Linked DNA regions of Sus scrofa: region 2 is linked to region 1. The links are chromatin contacts, called in public promoter capture Hi-C maps. All regions are on one chromosome and are shown on one strand. The core of a region is the stretch at or near the end of the contact, and the rest is flanking DNA. Distances in the headings are between cores, read along the strand shown. Region 1 holds the start of PRRC2B (protein PRRC2B). Region 2 has its middle 7.0 kb from the start of RAPGEF1.

Region 1 (5,785 bases), core at 863-3,362:
TCATCACCCTCCCATGGATGGAAGAGCTTTGTTGCAAACAGCATGTGAGGCTCCCAAGGGCCTCAACAGATACCCAAGACAAAGCATAATTACTCCCATTTTACAGACTCAAGCGCTGAGGTTGAAACTTGCCTATGGTAACCTCATGAGGACCAGAATCCAGGCTCCAAGAGACACACTTGCCCAAACAAGCAGAGGCTCCCCACATGATTGTTTGCCATTCCCAAAGGAAAGCAGTTATCCTCAAGGGGCAAGACTCGCTGTGCCTCTGCCTGTTGTCCTTAGCAGCGTTCTGCTCTGCCCTCAACCGGAGGGGCGGGCACCAGGGATCCAAGGGCAGACCTACCCCGACACAGCCCGGGGCCATGTAGTTCTCCGGGGCTCCAAATGCTACTCTCTCCCACCCTAGACTCCCCACAGAGGCCCAGCACTGAATAAGCGAGAGCCCAGTGATGCCGGGAAGTCCTTCTCCCCCTGGGGTCCATGCCACAGCTGGACACCAACAGCCATGGGAGAAACCCACTACTAAGCCCCAGCTGTGTGTCAAGCCCTCTTCTAGATCCTTCACCATTTCCCAACAGGACAACGGGGCGACGTCGCGGTGTCCCTATGTGTGCCAGGGAAGGTTCTGAGAATCCCAGAGTTCTGACAGAGGCAGAATTTGCACCCCAAAGCCTGGGCCTCCCGAGTCCCGCCTTAACACATAGCACTGCGCAGACATGGCTGGATGGCTGCAGCCGGATTTGGAGAAACCACGTTAAGGCTTCAGACGGATGCTTACAGAAACCAAACTGGGTGTTATGATGTACAAAGCCACTTAAAGTGCACACAAAACCTTCAAGAAGGGGGGAAAAAAAATCAGGGGCAATTTCACAATCCTGTAAACCAAAGCCTTCTAAAGGTTTCTTTCTCCCGGGCAGCCATTTAGCAAATGACACACTCAGGAGAGCCTCCCAGCCCCCTTCTCCCACTTCCTTCGAGCTAACCATTCCCTGGAAAAACACCTCCTCGGCTTGCCTAAAGGTGGGCTCGGAACTCCCAAGATATCAGAAGAGAAACGAAAAACAAACGCCTTCCCACTTTATGTAGGCAAATGCACTCTTCGGAGGCCCGCGATTTCAACAGTGCTGTGTTTTACTCAGGAGGCAGAAGGGAGGAAAAAAAGAAATAGGAAGAGAGAAAAAAAAAAATCCATCTGGCAGGCCCTGAGAAGCGACATCCTGTTTATTATTAAACATGTTCAGCAACAGAGCATTAAGTGTTTTGAAAATAATCCTCCCGGTCCCGCACTCAAACCGCGGCCGTCTGGGCGCCTGCTAACCCCCCCAGCCCCTCGCACACAGCCCAGAAGCCCCTGACCGCCAACTTCGGGGACCCCCGGGGGACCCGCAAAGGCTCGGCGGCTCCACCCCCGCCCCCCGGGGCCGCTTCGGCGAGCAGGCAAGATGGGGCCGGCGGCAGGAAACGGCCCCCGCGCCCCGACCACCCGGGTCCGGGCAGAAAGGCGGCTCCGGGGACTCGTCCCCCGAGACCCCCGGCCGCGCGGCGCCCAGGCCCGGCCTCCGGGGCGCGGGAGCAGCGGCCCGACCCCGCCGCCCGCCCGAGCCGAGGCCGCGCGGCGCCGCCACAACAATGGCGAGCGGGTCCCCGCCGCCCGCCTGGCCGCCACCCCCGCCGCCCCCGGCCCGGCCCCGCAGGCCAACGGCGGCGGCGCGGGGCGGGCCGAGCCCGGCGCTCGCGGACAAAGGTCGGCCGGGCCCGGGCTCGCCGCTGTCAGTCAGCCGCCGCCGAGACAAAGCCGGCCCGGCCGCGCCGCCTCCATCTTAGCGCCGCGCCCGCCGCCGCCGCCGCCGCCGCCCCGGCCCGGCCCCGCGCCGCCCCGCGCCCCGGGCCCACCTGGTCTGGTTCCGCGGGCGCGACTGGGCCGGGCGATGGCGGTCGGGCGGCGGTCGGGCGCGGAGGCGGCGGGATGGCGGCGGATTGCGAGGCGGCGGCGCGGCTGCTCGCTCGCTCGCTCCCTCCCTCCCCGGCTCGCACGTCGCTCGCTCGCTGAAGCCTCGGAGCCTGTGTCTCGCCGCTCGCCTCCCTCTCGCGCTCGGCTCCCCGCCCCCCGCCTGCCGCCGCCCCGCCTCCTCCCGCCTCCTCCTCGCGCCGCCGCCGCCGCCGCCGCCCGCAGCCGCACCTCCGCCCGCGCAGCGCCCCCTGCCGCGCCTCCCGGGATCCGCGGCGCCCGCCCCGCCCCCGGGCCTGAGGTGGGGGCTGGGGTCCCGGGAGGGGGAGGGGCCGGGCAGAGACGGGGGAGGGGGACAAGGGGGGGACTGGGAAAGGCGGGGTGCGGGGAGGGGCCTGGGGAAGCGGAAAGGGCGCGGAGCGGGGGCTGCAGGGACTGGGGGACGGGGAAGGGGCCTGGGAAGGGGGAACTCGGGAGGAGGGCCCCAGAAGCGGCCAGGGGAGAGAAGGGGGCGTCCGTGAAGCGCTGGGAGGGGAGGAGGCCCAGCGGAGGGGGCGGGGCGAGAGGCGGGGAGAGGGGTCCGGAAGAAGGGGGGCTGGGCTGGAGGGGGCCGGGGGCGGGGGAGGCCCTGTCGCAGGGAGGGTTGGGAAGGGAGGGGGGAGAGCCCGGATCTCCGCCCCCTCCCCCTGCAGAACTGCAGCGCCTGCTGCCAGACCGTGAGCCGGGGTTTGGTTAAAATATGTATTTGATATGTGCACCGAAAGGAAACTGAAATAATACATTGTTAATTCCAAGGCAAGGTTGTTGCACAGTCTGGATACTTTATTCCATTTTCGTAAGAGGAAAAAGAAGAAGTCAGTCCTCCGGAGTGTTTTGTGTATTTGCGTGAATGCAAAACAAAAGGTCAGGGAGAGTGGGCCCCGCTCTTGGTTACCTCCGCGGTCGCAGAGGTCTGGGGAGGACTCTCGATGTTTACTCTAGGTACTTTGGCAATTAGAAAAACAAGCAGTGTGAAAAAGCAAAGACAAAAAGAAATGTATCTGGAACCTGGAATACGAATCATCTTTGGCCCTCGTCCATAATACGCTGTAAAGAGCGAAGAACGCCAGCCGCAGGGGAGTGGTTGATCTCATTCAATCCCAACTCCGGGGCAGAAAATACTTTCCAATTCGCGGGTGACCAAGAGAGACAGACTCTGAGAGGTTAAGTAACCCGCCCAAGGCCACACAGCCGGGCCTGGGAGGAAAGGTCACCCACTTCAGCCTAACTAGGTTTAGAGTTGAGGTTGTGGTAAGCACAATGCCTGGCACATAGTAGGCATTCAGTAAATATTGATTGGTTTCTTGAATGGAGGAATGAGCGTCTGGCCCTTGACCTTGTTGGCGGCGATACAAGGGACTCTGGGACTCTAAGAATCAGAAGTTTGGAGTTCCCCAATGTGGCACAAAGGAACTGAATCCCACCGGGAACCATGAGGTTGTGGGTTCGATCCCTGGCTCAGGTCCGGCATTGCCGAGAGCTATGGTGTGGGTCGCACACGCGGCTCGGATCTGGCGTTACTGTGCCTCTGGGGTAGTCCGGCAGCTGTAGCTCCGATTCCACCCCTAGACTGAGAACCTCCATGTGCGGCGGGTGTGGCCCTGAAAAGCACAAAAAAATAAATGAATGAATAATCAGAAAGTTACCTCTTTCTTTTTATTCTCCACCCAGAGAGAACCAAAAAAGATGAAAAGCGTGGAGGGCTTTGAGTGCTCTGGAGGACAGATGAGGAACTGCTAGAGGTGGGAAGCAGGGAGAAAGTCAAGTGGACCCGTGCTTTGCTTCCTCTGGCACATCTGGAAGGGGAGTGTGACGCCCTCTGGGGACAACAAGGGCTGTGAAGTCCCTGCGAGTTAAATGGCAGCAGATGCTTCACGTGTACCACAAAACCTGGGTTTGTCCGGGATTCAGGAAATCATTTCCATTCTGCACATCTCTGGGGTAACAATGCCAACAGTGACAGGTACTGTTTACTGAGCACTTCTCCCGGCTGGGCATGCTGCTAAGCACTTTGCAAGAGATAACTCAATACTCAGGAGACAGTTATTACTGTTCCCACTTTCTGGATAAGGAAACGAAAGTCACTAATGGTACAGGTGGTGGGGCAAGAATTTGAACCCAGCAGTGCTAGTCTCTGACCTTTGGGCATTTTCTGGGGAAAACAAAGACAAGAGGCTGGGGCAGGGAGTTCCCTGGTGGTCTAGTGGTTAGGATTTGGCGTTTTCACTACTGCGCCATGGTCTGGGAATGGAGATCCCACATCAAGCCGCTGCACCCCGCCGAGGCCAAAATAAAAAAGATGCTGGGGCAAGTAGGGGAGGCTGGTACCTAGGATTTATTTCCTCAGAGCCTTGAAGATGCCTACCCAAGCTCTCCCACGACTCAGGACTCAGAGAAGACAGGGGTAGGAAAGGAGGAAGGAGAGAGCAGAACATGAAGGCTGGACCTTGGGGTCCTTTAGCCCCGGGAAGCTGCCTGTGACATAGGGGGACCATTCAAGGAGACAGTTTCATTAAGTCGAAGTCGTTAGAAACAGCAATATCCAGCCCTGGAACACTGAAAGACAGGACAGAAGGAGTGGGCTGAGCAGGACAAAGCTGGGGGAAGCAGTGTGAACCAACAGAGAAGAGTGTGTTCAGTTTAGAGGATTTTTTGCCATCTTTTAAATATCAGGAAACCTGCAACTCCGCTTATGGGTGGAGAAATCTCTTCGGACCCCCAAACTGAGCCAGAGGGGGGATTTCCTCTCTCTCACAGCCAATTGCAGATTTTATGAATAAATACACAATCTTATTTGTCCCCAAAATGTGCTGTTTTTGTTACACTGACATTTAATAGTTTTGTATAATACTTATAAATACATTTATTCATGATTTTCTTTTTTAAATCATATTACAGCTAGATATGGATCTCCCCCCCCCCCGCTTTTTTTTCTTTTTAGGCCCACACCAGCGGCATATGGAAGTTCCCAGGCTAAGGGTCAAATCAGAGCTATAGCTGCAGGCCTACACCACAGCCACAGCAATGTGGGATCCGAGCCACATCTGCGACCTACACCACAGTTCACAGCAATGCTGGATCTTTTTTTTTTTTTTTTTTTTTTTTTTTGTCTTTCGTTGTTGTTGTTGTTGTTGTTGCTATTTCTTGGGCCGCTCCCACGGCATATGGAGGTTCCCAGGCTAGGGGTCGAATTGGAGCTATAGCCACCAGCCTACGCCAGAGCCACAGCAATGCAGGATCCGAGCCACGTCTGCAACCTACACCACAGCTCACGGCAACGCCGGATCATTAACCCACTGAGCAAGGGCAGGGACCGAACCCGCAACCTCATGATTCCTAGTCAGATTCATTAACCACTGCGCCACGACGGGAACTCCCCGCAACGCTGGATCTTAAACCCACTGAGTGAGGCCAGGGATCGAACCTGCACCATCATGGATACCTAGTCGGATTCATTTCCACTGAGCCTCACCTGGAATTCCCAATATGGATCTCCTTTGCATTAACTTCACATGGAATATGGAAAGCCCTATTACTGATGGGATTCAGGCCTTTCTTTTTTTTTTTCTTTTCATTCATTTGGAAAGTCACCTCTTTTTAGGCTCCCTCTTTTCTTTCTTTTTTTTTTTTTGGCTGCACCCAAGGCATGTGGAATTTCCAGGGCCAGGGATCAAACCCATGCCACAGAGGTGACAACACCAGGCCCTTAACCTGGTGAGCCACAGGGGAACTCCTATACTTCCTCTTCTTTCTTCTCTGACCCCCACTGGCACTCTCCAAAATCATGGACCCAGA
Region 2 (5,785 bases), core at 1,781-4,280, 290 kb before region 1:
TGAAGGGTCCGATCCCGTTTTCCGGATAATCCCAGAGCCAGGAGGAGGGGCTCGGAGATGCAGGCGGTGGCCAGTGTTGCTTCCTCTCCATTCCTACACCACTCTTTCCTTCCAGATGGAGAGAGCTCGGGAGCCAAACACTCCTAGCTTCTCTCTGCCCCTTCATCCGCCGCCCCCGCCCCCACCCCCCGAGGTAAGATGCTCAGTTTGGTTGGTGAGTTTAGAAGGAGAAGGTGCACACATGTGACTGGGCCCCTCCCCTCCCTTCCTCTGGAGCAGGAAGCACACTCTGCTCTGTTCCCCCCGAGCCGAGTTTTATAAGGTAGCCCCGAAGTTCCCTAGGCATCTCCCCTCCGGGCACTCCGCCCTGGGGACTCTGGCTACCTTGTTCTCCGCAGACTCTCCTCTCTGTCTCCTCGTCTCCGGGAGTCAGCCAGGCTCTGCCCAGTTCTCTGACCCTGCACTGTCTCCTGGCAGCTGTCCCCAGGCACCCAGCAGGAGCAATCGTAAGGCTCACCTATTTATCTCCTCTCTTCCTTCCCTCCTTCTCTCACTGAACCTTGACCAATATCCTCACTTTACAGATACCCCACAATGAGGCAGGCACCAGCATTACCCCCATCTCACAATTGAGGAAACCAAGGCTTAGGTGGGTGACCTGGACAAGGTCGCTCAGCAAGGAGCAGGACCAGAACTTGGCCCTGGTTCTTTGTTTTTTCAAGAATCTTAAAACACTGCCCTCTCTTAGCTTTTCAAATGCAAAATGCACGCTGTACCCAAATGTAATGATTCCAGGTCATTCTCTGCTACCCAGGTTGTTGTATTTCTGCGTCCTTATTTAAAACAATAGGGAATAATAACCTGCCTTGCAGAAATAACAACATGAGTGTACAGGATATACTGACTTTGATTTTTATTGCAGTTTTGTTGATACTTTTTACTTTTTTTTTTTGTCTTTTTTTTTTTTTTTTTTTTTGCCATTTCTTGGGCCGCTCCTGTGGCATATGGAGGTTCCCAGGCTAGGGGTCTAATTGGAGCTGTAGCCACTGGCCTACGCCAGGGCCACAGCAACGCATGATCCATGCGGCGTCTGCGACCTACACCACAGCTCACGGCAACGCCGGATCCTTAACCCACTGAGCAAGGGCAGGGATCGAACCCGCAACCTCATGGTTCCTAGTCGGATTTGTTAACCACTGCGCCACGACGGGAACTCCGTGTTGATACTTTTTAAAAATTGGAAACCAAATAAGTGCCCATGGAGAGGAGGATGCTTAAACACTCTGGTACATTCATGCAAAGGAATGCTACACAACTGCTAAAAAGTGTCAGGAAGATCTATATGTATTGGCATGAAAGGTGTTCTCCTGTCTCTCCCTCTTTCTCCCTCTCTCTACTTGAAGATTTGTAAAATGATAGTACATTGCTTTTAAAAAAATCCATCTATCTAATCTCCCTTCCTATGCAGGGCCATTGGAAGGGGGCCATGGGAAGGAGCAATACTCTGTTCCAAGCAGCTCTTCAGGGACCCAGCTCCTTCCTCCTTCCACACTTTGTCAGCAGCAGAAAAAGAAGAGAGGGAGCTCCCTTGCGGCATAGTGGGTTCAGGATCCAATGTCATCACTGCAGTGTCTCAGGTCACTGCTGTGGTGAAGATTTGATTCCTGGCCTGGGAACTCCCACATGCCACAGATGCAGCAAAAAAGAAGCAGCCCCAGAAGCAGAAGCAGGGGGTGGTGGGGAGGAGAAGGAGAAGAGAGAGCAGAGATCAGGTGTGGGAGATTTTTATGGGCTGGGCTTGGAAGTGAATCATTGCTTCAACCACATTCCATTGTGCGACCTTGAACATACGGCCGCATCTCATGGCAAGGGGAGGCTGGGTAATGTCATCGAGCTGTGTGCCAGCACGTAGACTTGGTGAGCAGCTAGCTAGCCTCGGTCACACCGGCTGATATGTACCTTTTAAACCAATTCATATAAAAAACCGTGTGTGTACAGTTATATGTATACCGATACATATACATTGCTTTTAAGGGTTCGAATCAGAACCACAGCTGCTGACCTATGCCACAGCCACAGCAACACGGGATCCAAGCCACATCTTCAACCTACACCACAGCCCATGGCAACACCAGATCCTTAACCCACTGAGCGAGGCCAGGGATCGAACCCACAACCTCATGGATCCTCGTCCGGTTCATTAACCCCTGAGCCATGAAGGGAACTCCCTGAACAGTTATATTTTTAATAGGGAAAATCTGGAAGGATGTATGTTAAGCCGTTACCTGTCATGAGTGAAAGGGAGACCTTCACTCTTACGTGTCTATATGTTATTTTTCAAAATGAGGGCACGTGTTTTCTGGGATTAACACTCCAAAATTTGTAAAGTGATAGTGTGTTACTTTTTAAAAAATGAGGAGTTCCCGTCGTGGCGCAGTGGTTAACGAATCCGACAAGGAACCATGAGGTTGCGGGTTCGATCCCTGCCTTGCTCAGTGGGTTAACGATCCAGCGTTGCATGAGCTGTGGTGTAGGTTGCAGCGCGGCTCGGATCCACGTGCTGTGGCTTGGTGTAGGCGGTGGCTACAGTTCGATTCGACCCTAGCTGGGATCTCCATATGCCGGAGCCCAAGAAAGAAAACAAAAAAAAAAAAAAAAAAAAAAAAAGATCCTGCATTGCTGTGAGCTGTGGTGTAGGTTGCAGACTCGGCTCGGATCCCGCGTTGCTGTGGCCCTGGTGTAGGCCGGCAGCTATAGCTCCAATTAGACCCCTGGCCTGGGAACCTCCACATGCCACGGGAGCGGCCCTAGAAAAGGCAAAAAGACAAAAAAAAAAAAAGTCTTTGACCGAGTGGGGTTTAGGATTCTGAATGCTCACTAGGGGGCAGGAGAGACATGTGTGTGTTTGTGTGTGTGTGTGTGTGTGTGTGTGTGTGTGTGCGCGCGCGCGCGGCCCGTGCTCTTTGCCGGTGGTTGTTTACTACATTTCTTGCACAATTTCCTCCTCGGGCAGACCAGCTGTAATGTCTGCGGGACTGTTTAAGGAAGTGACAGCACCCAGGCTGCTCATGCCGGTGGGCTTCAGCTGAGGGCTCAACCATCCCGTGTTAACTGAATCCTCAAGGATTTATGTGTCATGATTGAAAATGAGCCTGTTTTGACCTAGAATCTACCTCGTCTCATTTCCAGACGAGCACCCATTTGCTAAATCATGTTGCTTTCTTAAAATAGGAAAGAAAAAAGAAAATGGGTCTGTTTCATAGCAGCTGTTGAGCACCCAGAGCAAGAGGTCTATTAACTTGCCTGAGAAAAGGCCAAGGAACCACGAAGCCCGTCCTGCCTGCTCTGCTGGGGTTGGTCTGGCGGTGCCACATGTACAGCGGCAGTGATAACCCAGACATCTGTCCCCACCTTTCTGAGGATGTCTGTGGACCTTTCCCAGTTTCCTGAGCTTGGCAAACAGATCAGAATTAAAGCCATTTGGGGGGGGATGTGGGGGACCGGTGCTCAGGGGAATGAATTATGAGCAAAATCTTGACAAAACCGCAATCACTAATGACATTTAAAGACATCAAGGAGTTCCCACTGTGGCTTAGCGGAAACAAATCTGACTAGGAACCGTGAGGTTGCAGGTTCGATCCCTGGCCTCGCTCAGTGGGTTAAGGATCCAGCATTGCAGGGAGCTGTGGTGTAGATCACAGACGAGGCTGGGATCTGGCGTTGCTGTGGCTGTGGTGTAGGCTGTCAGCCATAGCTCCAATTCAATCCCTGGCCTGGGAACCTCCACATGCCGTGGGTGCAGCCCTAAAAAATAAGAACATTAAAAAATAAAAAATAAGAGTTCCCCTCGTGGCTTAGTGGGTAACGAATCCGACTAGGAACCATGAGGTTGTGGGTTCGATCCCTGGCCTTGCTCAGTGGGTTAAGGATCCGGCATTGCTGTGGCTCTGGTGTAGGCCGGCGGCTACAGCTCTACTTAGACCCCTAGCCTGGGAACCTTCATATGCTGCAGGAGCGGCCCAAGAAATGGCAAAAAGACAAAAAAATAAAATAAAAAATAAAGACACTAAAGCATTCATCTCCTCTATTTGGACTTTCCTGATGCTCCCAACTGAGGTGAGTGAGTACATGCACACGCACAGACGGCACGGTGGCCGGCCCGGAAAGTTCTTCAGAGCCGGTCTCACAGGAGAGTTGGGCCCCAGAACTCCCCCTCCCCCCAACCCCCTTGAAACTCCTTGAAGCTCTTGTTTGTCTTTGTTTTTCTCATGAGGCCCAGTACACTGAGGACATGCAACCTATGCGAATGGATTGGAATTGAGCTGAACTGCATTGATTTGAACAAGGGTGTAGAGTACTTTTACTTTCACGCTTCCTGTAAAGGACCGCGGGCTACCTGAAGATGAGTCTGAGTGAGGGAAGTTGCAGCACAGTGGTTAAGAATGTGAGCCTGGAGCGGGCTGACCACTAACTAGAAATCTAGTTAACTTATTGTCTCTCCGAAACCCACTCAGCCAAGGGGGATTGACATTCTCTGGAAAAGATGGACGTGTCTGCCCTTCTTTGGACCAGCAAGGTCAGATTCCAGCCGCTGTTTGTACTGTTTGTAACCCCGCCCACCTGGCCGGCCCCGATTGGGCCAGGGATGCGTCACTGACTGGAGCTAGACCAATCAGATCATCTCTCCTCGAATTCAGGTTTGGGAATAAGCATCCTTCAGAGGTCTGGCCTGTTGGCTGAGGTGGGAGAAGAGGGGACCTGGGCTGGGTGGATGAGTTGCCGGGTGTACAGTTCAGGCACTGATAAGGTGTTGCATTTCCTTCCCTTCGCTACTACCCGTTAGACACCCTCATCTTTCTTTTTTTTTTTTGCTTTTTTTTTTTTTTTGCTTTTTAGGGCCGCACCTGTGGCATATGGATGTTGCCAGGCTAGGGGTCGAATCAGCGCTGCACCTGCCGGCCTACGCCACAGCCACAGCAACGCCAGATCAGAGCCGCGAATGCAACCTAGGCCGCAGCTCGCAGCAACACCGGATCCTTAACCCACTCAGCAGGATCAGGGGTCAAAACTGGATCCTCATAGATCCTAATCAGGTTCATAACCGCTGAGCCACAACGGGAACTCCCTGTAATAAATTCTTCTTTTGCCAAGCCATTATTAAATTGGCACCTGTAACACGTGACCAAACAAACACTTCCTGATCTAGACCCCACCCTCCCAGGATTACGGAGAGGGTTGGAGCCTTAACTGAGCACACAGGCAGCACTCATTACTGTTGCTATTATTATTACTGGACTCCCCCTCCCCCCCTCTTCTGATCTGCAATAGAGATACAGAGATAACCTCTGTCCTCAGGGAACGGAGGATGCAGTTGGGGAGTTCAGATAAGTACCTATGAAGTGAGTGTCAACAGTCCGAGTTGAGATGAGCCCTGGGGCCACCAGACTTCTCTACCCTAGTCTTGGGAATTCTGTTGTCTCACCAGCCGAATGTTGTCTGCAAAGGCCAAGAAGAGGATAATACCCTTTTGGAAAGGGCCCCGACTCAGATGGGCTCTCTTAGCAGGCTCCTGGCCACCTCGCTGTCCCTTCCACCGAGGAGTCTCAGAGCTGCGTTGGGGTCACCTGGCCCATCCTTCTCTGGGCTGTTGGGAGAGGGCCCAACAGCACCCATGCGAATCGTGGCGGGGTTCCTTCCCTGTGTCACTGCTGCGTGCATGAGCCAGACATGGTCTTAGGACTCGTCAGGTTTTTCATTTTCTGTATCTAATTATGTTTTGACATCT

What was found. Promoter capture Hi-C pulls out the DNA fragments that hold promoters and counts their contacts.
Region 2: a contact with region 1 is called in a promoter capture Hi-C map of fetal liver, with 2.2 times the contacts expected there. The contact joins the enhancer-like site here to the promoter of PRRC2B in region 1. A contact is called at or near these places in 2 of 5 promoter capture datasets (fetal liver and liver), 15 of 47 Hi-C or Micro-C datasets (alveolar macrophages, blood, brain and 9 more) and 2 of 2 datasets of contacts at active chromatin or transcription factors (alveolar macrophages and skeletal muscle).

The regions. Positions count from the first base shown.
Region 1 is chr1:271,333,107-271,338,891 of Sscrofa11.1, reverse strand. PRRC2B (protein PRRC2B) reads right to left here and starts at 2,112. Exons shown (of 33, transcript XR_002337933.1): 1 at 1,897-2,112.
Region 2 is chr1:271,628,701-271,634,485 of Sscrofa11.1, reverse strand. No RefSeq gene overlaps it. Among named protein-coding and RNA genes, the nearest start is that of RAPGEF1, 7.0 kb to the right of the region's middle. Within about 2 kb of position 3,030, at least 42 of the 83 cell types and tissues checked have an H3K27ac peak or open chromatin away from gene starts, as enhancers often do. A contact at or near this core is called in alveolar macrophages, fetal liver, liver and 5 more, where this site is marked.